Linked DNA regions of Pan troglodytes: region 2 is linked to region 1. Evidence: chromatin contacts called from public Hi-C data. All regions are on one chromosome and are shown on one strand. The core of a region is the stretch at or near the end of the contact, and the rest is flanking DNA. Distances in the headings are between cores, read along the strand shown.

Evidence for each region. A called contact is a pair of places that touch in the nucleus more often than the background predicts.
Region 2: a contact with region 1 is called in a Hi-C map of stem cell-derived neural progenitor cells, with 2.0 times the contacts expected there. The contact joins the promoter of PRELID3A here to the enhancer-like site in region 1. A contact is called at or near these places in 1 of 7 Hi-C or Micro-C datasets (stem cell-derived neural progenitor cells) and 1 of 1 datasets of contacts at active chromatin or transcription factors (stem cell-derived excitatory neurons).

The regions. Positions count from the first base shown.
Region 1 is chr17:18,446,322-18,451,165 of NHGRI_mPanTro3-v2.0_pri, forward strand. SPIRE1 (spire type actin nucleation factor 1) reads left to right here. Exons shown (of 16, transcript XM_054671737.2): 12 at 3,173-3,310; 13 at 4,523-4,593. Among named protein-coding and RNA genes, the nearest start is that of PRELID3A, 47 kb to the right of the region's middle. Within about 2 kb of position 1,995, at least 12 of the 24 cell types and tissues checked have an H3K27ac peak or open chromatin away from gene starts, as enhancers often do. A contact at or near this core is called in stem cell-derived neural progenitor cells, where this site is marked.
Region 2 is chr17:18,493,857-18,498,302 of NHGRI_mPanTro3-v2.0_pri, forward strand. It overlaps PRELID3A (PRELI domain containing 3A), which reads right to left and starts at 2,378. Exons shown (of 7, transcript XM_063795926.1): 1 at 2,267-2,378. The coding sequence starts at 2,298.

The DNA of each region.
Region 1 (4,844 bases), core at 745-3,244:
ATTGTTGTCTTCATTAAAGCGCTCTAAGATTTAGCTTCCCTTTCCTGAATCTGGGAGTCCCATTGACACATGAGCAAGCAAGGGAACTAGAGGTGCGCTAGTGTGGTTCTTTACCCGGCCACATCTGGCCACTCAAACGGGCCGAACACATGCAGTGGGAGCCCCAGGCAGTGCTGTGGTGGGGAAGGGCTCCCGCTCTAGCTGGGGCCTTGAGTGCCCTCCACATTCCAGAGTGCTAATAGCTCTGCGAGATCTGTGGAAGTTTAATTTGGCTTTGGAGATGTCGAATTAATATTTTTGTAAACTGAAAAAAATAATTAAAACTATTTTAGTAACTATTTATCATTTTCTTTTATGTTGCATTAAAGTTTTGTTGTCCTTGGGAAGTCTCCAAAATTAAAACATTAGCATTTGACTGGATGGAAATTATTTCACTAAAGGGTAATCTGCTTGAAAATTTTTAAAAAAGAACAAGAAAGCAAACAAAAATCTACTATTTTTAAATTATATCTCATGATGGCCAGGCGCGGTTGCTCATGCCTGTGATCCCAGCACTTTGAGAGGCTGAGGCTGGCAGATCACTTGAGGACAGGAGTTCGAGACCAGCCTGGCCAACATGGTGAACCCCCATCTCTACACAAAAATTAGCTAGGTGTGGTGGTGCACACCTGTAATCCCAGCTACTCAGGGGGCTGAGGCACAAGAATCACTTGAACCCGGGAGGCAGAGGTTGCGGGGAGGCAGATGTTGCGGTGAGCCAAGATCATGCCACTGTGCTCCAGCCTGGGTGACAGAGCGAGACCTTGTCTCAAAACGAAAGAAAAACGATTATATCCCATGAAGTACTGGATTTTCATGTGGGTCAAAGCAGTGAGTTGAAAATATGCTTTACTAAGCCCATTTGTGACTCAAGACTGAAGAGAGGGAGGTGCAAGCTGCCAGGTCTGTTGTGCCATGCTAGCGTATCCCTACAAATGAAAAAAATCACCATCTGCCTGAAGGGTTTACAGCCCAGTTATCCACATCATAAAGTCAGTTAAGTTGGTACCATCTGCTGTCTTGCTAGCACACACAATAACAAATCTGGCTATCTGGTTATTTGCTACGTAATAAATCTAGTAGTGTTTACCTGGTTATGTGCTAGATTCCCACATTATTTTGTTGCAGCATAGCCATTTTGTCATATCGTTAGCCATCAGAAGGCATACCCTACTCATACTCATCACTGATGAATAAAAATAATAGCAAAACTTCTGAAATACATTAAAAGCTGAGAAATGCCATCATTCGGATGTATTCAGCCAACACTACTTACTTAGTGCACAGTTTTAATGGCCTAACCCTCAAAAAGGCCGTTTATCGTTCCCACCTAACACTACTCTTTTTCTGAGGATGGAGCAAAACAGAGTAGGTATCAAGCACGCTGATTTAATTCTGTCATCTCTGAAAGTAGTTCCTGTTGAAAGAGAAAACTGTGATCGTTAATTTTTTAAATGCATATTTTAGGCATCTTAGAGCAAATGATATAATCTTTCTGAGTAAACTCATCCCCCTGTCCTCTTATGCTTCTCATGTTAAAAATTCAAATGCAGGATTTTTCCCAAAGCATTTTTAAGCAAATGTAATCTTCCTTAAGTTAGCTTGAACAGAGATGGTTTTGCATTGATTTTTAGTAAGAAGCAGTAGTTCTTCAGACTACTTTTTTAAGTAAAATGCTAATGTTTGACAAGTTTGCAGCCTAGATTGATTTTTGTTTTTCTCTGATTGAAAGACAGAACTGATTGTTAAAACTCCATAAACTGACTGCATTCATAGTCATGTGCTTTCTCACTGGCGTGTTGGATTCCTGAGTGCCTGTGAGCGATGCTGTTGTGTGTGTGTGGGAGTGAATTATAATGTGTTTGTGCTGAGAACATTCAGTTTCAGTGTCACTGCACCACAATGGCCCCTTGCAGCCTGGCAGGGTCCGAATGCACAAGACTGTTCTGTCTTTCTCTGAGATCCACCAATCAAGTGCGGGGCCGGATGGGGAGCGGATGGGTGTGAGGCTCTTATTCAATGAGATCAGTTACATCAACATCTTCCGCAGCTGCTTGTAGGGAAACCATTAACACAAGACAGCCAACATAAATATTTATTATGAAATCTTTTACATTTCTCTAGTCTTTCCAGTGCTGACTATACATTTAGCATTTGTTGAAAGTAACAACAAATCTAGAGAACTGTGGGGCAGCCTGGAGAGACTGCCTTTTGGATATAAATGCTCAAGTAGTTTCGTGTTCCAGTTCCACTCGTACCATTAGGATTTGTAAAGGTGTGCTGATGTAACTGATCACTAAATAATGCTTGTCAGTAAAAATTACTAACCATCTTCTTTTGGCTATTCTGGGTACCACAAATGAGTTTTAAAAACAGGGCCAGGCTAGGCATGGTGGCTCACGCCTGTAATCCCAGCACTTTGGGAGGCCGAAGTGGGCAGATCACTTGAGCCCAGAAGTTCAAGACCAGCCTGGGCAACATGGTGAAACCCCATCTCTGCAAAAAATACAAAAAAATTAGCTGGGCATGGTGGCATGCACCTGTAGTCCCAGCTACTTGGGAGGCTGAGGTGGGAGGATCACTTGAGCCCAGGAAGTCAAGGCTGCAGTGACCCATGATCGCATCACCGCCCTCCAGCCTGGGTGACAGAATGAGACCCTGTTGTGGAAAAAAAAAAAGGACCACTGTAGATTTGCTTTTTATCTATTGGTATATAATGTACAACACAACACTAAGTAATGTCTTTTTCATAAGTGTAGAAGAAAACTGACACAAAATTGGTTTAGAATAAAATTTTTTTCAAGATTTCAAGCCCTGCTTGAAATATTTCAATATAGCCCTGCTTAACGGAATAGAGTTACTTGAGTCAAAATACCTGAGCAAACGTGAGGAACTTTCATTTATTGGAAATTTCAGTAGATCACTTGGTCCCCACATGTTTTCTGCCATCTTTAGTCTTAGTGTAATTGGAAATGATGTGGTCCCCAGAGGGAGCCAGCTCTGCCCCAGTGGTCATTGGGAAACCTGTTTTCTTCTCTGAAGCTACTAATCAGGTGTCTGATCTGAAGGGAAATTTTGCACTTCCAGAACAGGGGGTAGGAATCTCTTATTCACGTGACATTTTGAATTTCAGGAGGAATTCTGCTACCCAGTGGAATGCCTCGCTCTTACTGTGGAAGAAGTGATGCATATTCGCCAGGTCCTGGTGAAGGCAGAGCTGGAAAAATACCAACAGTATAAAGACATCTACACCGCCTTGAAAAAAGGAAAGGTAGTGCTGTTTAAAGTTGATTGATCAGAAGAGTAGAAGGATGGCCAGTCCCATGCATAGTCTCCTGGGAGAGTTATCTGCTAGCCAGGTGGCACAGACTTTGAGGGGATTTGGGATGTGTGATGTTCATATCCTAGTAGACAGTACATGTGCTGTCTCGTTCACAAGAGGGGGCATTTTTGTTTCTGCCTTAGAAATCAAAACTGGAAGGTTTTCAAGCAACCATAACAAATATCGATATGTCTTCCTAAAACCATGCATGTGGCCAGGCATGGTGGCTCATGCTTGTAATCCCAGCACTTCGGGAAGCTGAGGCGGGCAGATCACGAGGTTGGGATATCAAGACCATCCTGGCCAACATGGTGAAACCCTGTCTCTACTAAAAATGCAAAAATTAGCTGGGCGTGGTGGTGTGTGCCTGTAATCCCAGCTACTCGGGAGGCTGAGGTGGGAGAATCACTTGAACCCAGGAGGTGGAGGTTGCAGTGAGCTGAGATTGCGCCACTGCACTCCAGCCTGGTGACATAGTGAGACTCCGTCTCAAAAAAAATAAAAAAGCCATGTGTGCATTTAGTCATTACACTTTTAAAGGATCTGTAAAGAAAATGTATCTGAGAAGGCCGGGTGCCGTGGCTCACGCCTGTAATCCCAGCACTTTGGGCGGCCTAGGCAGGCGGATCACAAGGTCAGGAGATCGAGACCATCCTGGCTAACACAGTGAAACCCCATCTCTACTAAAGATACCAAAAAATTAGCCAGGCCTGGTAGCAGGTGCCTGTAGTCCCAGCTACTCAGGAGGCTGAGGCAGGAGAATGGCGTGAACCCAGGAGGCAGAGCTTGCAGTGAGCCAAGATCGTGCCATTGCACTCCACCCTAGGCGAAACAGTGAGACTCCATCTCATAAAAAAAAAAAAAATGTATCTGAGAAACAGAGGAGGGTTTTTCAGAACCTTCTGCAGATTCCTTCCATGATGAGGAGACACTTAAGAGCTGTGGCCTTTTATTACCTTTTAAAATAGAATTACAATTAAATACAGAGCTACATTATCAGCATCACAGAGCCAGCTGTTATAAACAGGATTTCTGAATTGTCTTCCTCCTCTTGTCTGTTCAGCTTCCCCTATATATAGATGTAAAGCATATTCAAACATGGATATTAGGAAATTTGCTGTTGGCAATGTTTTTTTTTCCTCTTAAATTTGTATTTTTTAGCTCTGCTTTTGTTGCCGAACCAGGAGGTTTTCCTTCTTCACTTGGTCTTATACCTGTCAGTTCTGTAAGAGGTAAGGTATTTTGTAATTGATGAAAAGATAAATTTAACAGTCGTAAGAGAAATACCAATTACCTTCCTTATTTCACCATCTTTCTAAACAGGAATAAAATTAGAAATGACTCACTCTGTTACATTACCTTGTGCTATCCTTGTAGGTTAGGAATATTGATTTCTTAAGAGAGTGAGCCAAATATTTATTTGATATTGAACCTAGAAAATGTTTCTCTGTATGTTACTTCTTTTACATAACTAAGATCATTC
Region 2 (4,446 bases), core at 1,128-3,627, 48 kb after region 1:
CTCCATGTAAGATTCCTCACCCCTTCTGAGCACCTGCTAGGCGCCGGGCCCTGGCGGGGTGCCAGGAATACAAAATGAATGACGGGAGAAATGAAATACTGACACTCTACCACATGGTGAGCCTCAAGAAAATCATGCTAAGTGAAAGCAGACAGACACAAAACACCCCATATTGCAGGATGACATTTACATGCAATGTCCCAACAAGGCAAATTCATAGAAACAGAAAAGATTCCTGGTTGCCTGGGGCAGGGGTGAAAATGGGGTAAAATGTGAAGCTAATGAGCATGGGGCACCTCTGCAGGAGGATAGAAGTGTTCTAAGACTGGACTGTGTGTGTGATGGTCATACTTAGCAAAACTTAATGAATTATACACTTAAAATGTGTATAATTTTATGGTATGTAAAGTATACTTCGGTAAAGCTTAAAAAAAATAAATGGGAGTTAGCAGCTGCAACAATTTTCAAAAGCATCAACTGTGATTTTTCACAGCTAGCTATTCATTTGTGCTTGTCCACAGACATTTCACAAACCTCTAGGGCAGACCTCGGCCATTCCATGAGAAAACTGAGCCCCAACCGCCTGGCACTCCTGGTATGCAATGACTTAACTGTCCACAGCATCCAGACGGCTCAGTGATGCCCCCATCCTTGTTGCTGATGGAAACCCACTTGAGAAACACTGCAAGCCATACAAAAAATTAGATCCCATCAAGTCTAAAGACTTCATGAAAAATAATTTCAGAGGTTTTGAAACCACTTGATATACTTTTATTATAATTTTACATGTTTAAAGTCAGGCCAGTCACGGTGGCTCACACCTATAATCCCAGCACTTTGGGAGGCCGAGGCGGGTGGATCACCTGAGGTCAGGAGCTTGAGACCAGCCTGGCCAACATGGCGAAACCCTGTCTCTACTAAAAATACAAAAATTAGCCGGGCGTGATGGCCCACACCTGTAGTCCCAGCTACTCAGGAGGCTGAGGCACGAGAATCACTTGAACCCAGGAGGGGGAGGTTACAGTGAGCCAAGATTGCGCCATTGCACTCCAACCTGGGTGACCCAGCGAGCCTATGTCTCAAAAAAAAAAACAAAAAACAAAAAACAAAAAAAACCCAGCCTGGGTGACAGAATGAGACTCTGTCTCGAAAAAAATAAATAAAAAGAGTCAAAGGATGACAATTTCCTTCCACGCAGTACTTTTTTTCCCCCAAAAATAAAACATTTAATGCTTAAGTGAGGTCAGATAATTAAAAAATCTTTGTTGCTGTAAATAAACATTAAAGAATAATTTCAGTGTGTCATAGATCACTGACTTAAGGAAAAGATACCACTTAGGTTAGGAGGGCACTTTTTTCTTCTTTTTATTTGCACAATTTTATGGAGTATATGTGCAATTTCGTTACATGCATAAATTTCGTAGTGGTCAAGTCAGGACTTCTAGGGTATGCATTACCCGGGAAGGTGTCTTGCATCCATTAACCAATTCTCATTATCCTCCCTGCACCCACCCCCTCACCCTTCAGAGTCTCCATCATCTGACGTTCCACTCTCTACATCCATGTGAACACATTTTAAGCACCCACTTAGGAGTGGGAACATGCGATACTTGTCTTTCTGGGCCTGGCTTCACTTAAGATAATGACCTCCACTTCCATCCGTGTGCCGGGGGAGCATTTTTAAACAGTTCGAGGTTTTCCACGCTAGCTTGGGGGCCTTCCATGCCTACAAGTGAGTTCAGGGCCAGGGCCCCCGAAATGCCTTCTGCCCCTTTAGCTTCCTCCAGAGCTCACAGCCTGCCGTGGGCCCTCCGTGAAACGCGCGGAAGGTTTATGACAATCTCAGCAAAGGCGCCAGCTTGCAGGCCTCTCCCCTGCCCGGCTCCCGACCCCAAGGAGAGCAGCGAGCGCCAGGCCCCCGGCCGCCCCCCCGGCTCCGGCCGCCCCCGCCCCGGCCGCCCCCACTCCGGCTGCCCCCGCCCTGGCTGTCGACCACCAGCGGGGCCTCTGTGCCTGCAGCCAGGCCCCTGCGCACGCCGGGGGAGAGGCCGTACCCGGCGCAGAGCCTCGCCCAGACCGCGGTCCCGGGGAAGCGCGCGTGCCCTCTCCGGGACGCCGAAGTTGCGGTCTGGGAACGGCCGGCGCGGGGCGGGGATCTCCGCGAGGCCCGCTGTGAGGTCCGGCCTTTCCTGGACCGCTCCAGCCGGGCTCGGGAGCAGGAGCCGGCGTCTGGACGGCCCCACCGCGGCCCTCAGCCCGGCCTCACCCAAACACGTGCTCCGAGCTCCAGATCTTCATTGCCGCCGGCGCAGGGCACGGGCTCTGCGATCCGGGCCGGGTGCTTCGGGGCCGCGCGGCTCCGGGCGCGGCGTGGGCGGGGCCTCGATGGGCGGGGCGCCCTTGGATGCCGCCCACCCCGTCTGGTGGCTAGGCTGGCTGCAGCGGCTAAAAATAGCTCTGCGGGCGCGGCTGTGGCGCAGCCCCAGACCTGCGCTGCTACCCTGGGGTGCGCGATGCGCGCTTGCTGCAGATGCCGCGGGCGTAGGAGGCGACGCTCGTCCTTACTCCCACTGTCCAAATTCTCCCAAGGCCCTGTCCAGCTACGCCGGTTTATACTGTCGGGGACGTGTGATGAAAAACAAACCTGCCAACCCTCAAAACTCCACTGCAGTTTGGGTCTTGAACAAACATTAAACCAGCATGTGAGGCCGGGCGCGGCTCCCGCCTGTAATCCCAGCACTTTGGGAGGCCGAGGCGGGCGGATCACGAGGTCAGGAGATCAAGACCATCCTGGCTAACACGGTGAAACCCCGTCTCTACTAAAAATACAAAAAATTAGCCGGGCCTGGTGGCGGGCGCCTGTAGTACCAGCTGCTCGGGAGGCTGAGGCAGGAGAATGGCGTGAACCCCGGAGGCGGAGCTTGCAGTGAGCCGAGATCGCGCCACTGCACTCCAGCCTGGGCAACAGAGCGAGACTCCGTCTCAAAAAAAACAAAACAAAATAAAACAAAACCAGCATGTGATGTGCATCACAAGCAATCCGCCAAATAGGCTGCAAAGACAGAAATCTCAGCCTGTATCAAACAGCCGGGAGGATGCAACCTACCCCACGCATGCTCCCGAGGTAAACGAGACAGCCCTTCGGGGAGGGGACTCCACTACACCATTTGTCGCAGAGTTCATCCTAAATTCGCCTGATGATGGAGTGGCCATTGGTAAATGCAGTGGCCGTTTGCGTTTGCTAATTGCCTTTATCCAAAGGAAAAATGAATTTTCATACCTTTATGACAGGAGGTAGGTTTACAATTTGAAGCCAGGTGCTCTCTGGTAGCTGGGCTCCTACCCTCCCACAAAACTGGGAGACGGGGATGACATTTCAAAGAGATGACTCCCAAGTCCTTGAGAAAATACATTCTTGAGTTATAAAACTGGGGGGAAATCTTATTTAGCTTTAAAAAAATGTACGTGTATCTCAAAAAGAATTTGTAATTACAACTTGGCAAATCCTCTAAGGAAAAAGAGTCTCCCTTTCGCATAAACTACTTTTTAGCTTTGCAAAGTACCCTGCACTGCCACAAACGAAGTTGAAGTGCACGGAAGTGAGATGCTTGTTCTAAGAAGAGGGTACTCTTCTCCAGGATGAGATAGGGCGAGAGGGCAGGGCCCTTGTCTGAGTCGGCTGAGTCTCAGCCTAGAGCAGCGCCTGGCGCCCCTGGGGCGTCCGTGGGCGTGGGGAGCGCATTTGTGCAGTGAGGCAGGGAAGTGGAAGAGCACACAGCATGACCCGAAAGACCTGGGCTACAGTCCTGGCTCCACCGTCCACTCACATTGACCTCTACCTCCTACAGCGTTAAGCTCAGGATGATCTTCCAAAGTTGGTGCTATTCTTCCCGTTTTACAAATGAGTAAACTGAAGTTCAAGCAGGTTTCAAAGCTCTCTACCCCATGATCACACGCTGAGGTGAGAACCCAGGTTACAAGATTCCCCCTCCCCACTGTGCTGCAGTGATTCTAGATTATCACTGGGCCAGCTGTTGAACACTTCTTGTATGCCAAGCACTATTGAAAAAACATGAGGCAACACGCTTGTTCCAGGTAACATATCTAGGAGTTAGCCTACCCAGAATTCAAAGCCACATCCTGATTTCAAAGTCCAGTCTTGCCATTTGTTATCCTCTAGGAGTAGGAACAGATCTAGCTGTGGAACATTCATTCATCAAGTGCGTCTTGTTACCTGTCAAATGAGGATCATACTGCCCACCCCACTGGTGTGTGGTAAGGATTAGATGCATCCATGTGTGGACATTACGGTTTACTAGTATCTTTAGAACATCCGTTCCTTCTATCACTAGCTAAGGCTAGCCAGATAACTATCCCTTAGCATCTTTTTTTCTTTTTTCTTTTCTCTTTCTTTCTTTCTTTCTTTCTTTCTTTCTTTCTTTCTTT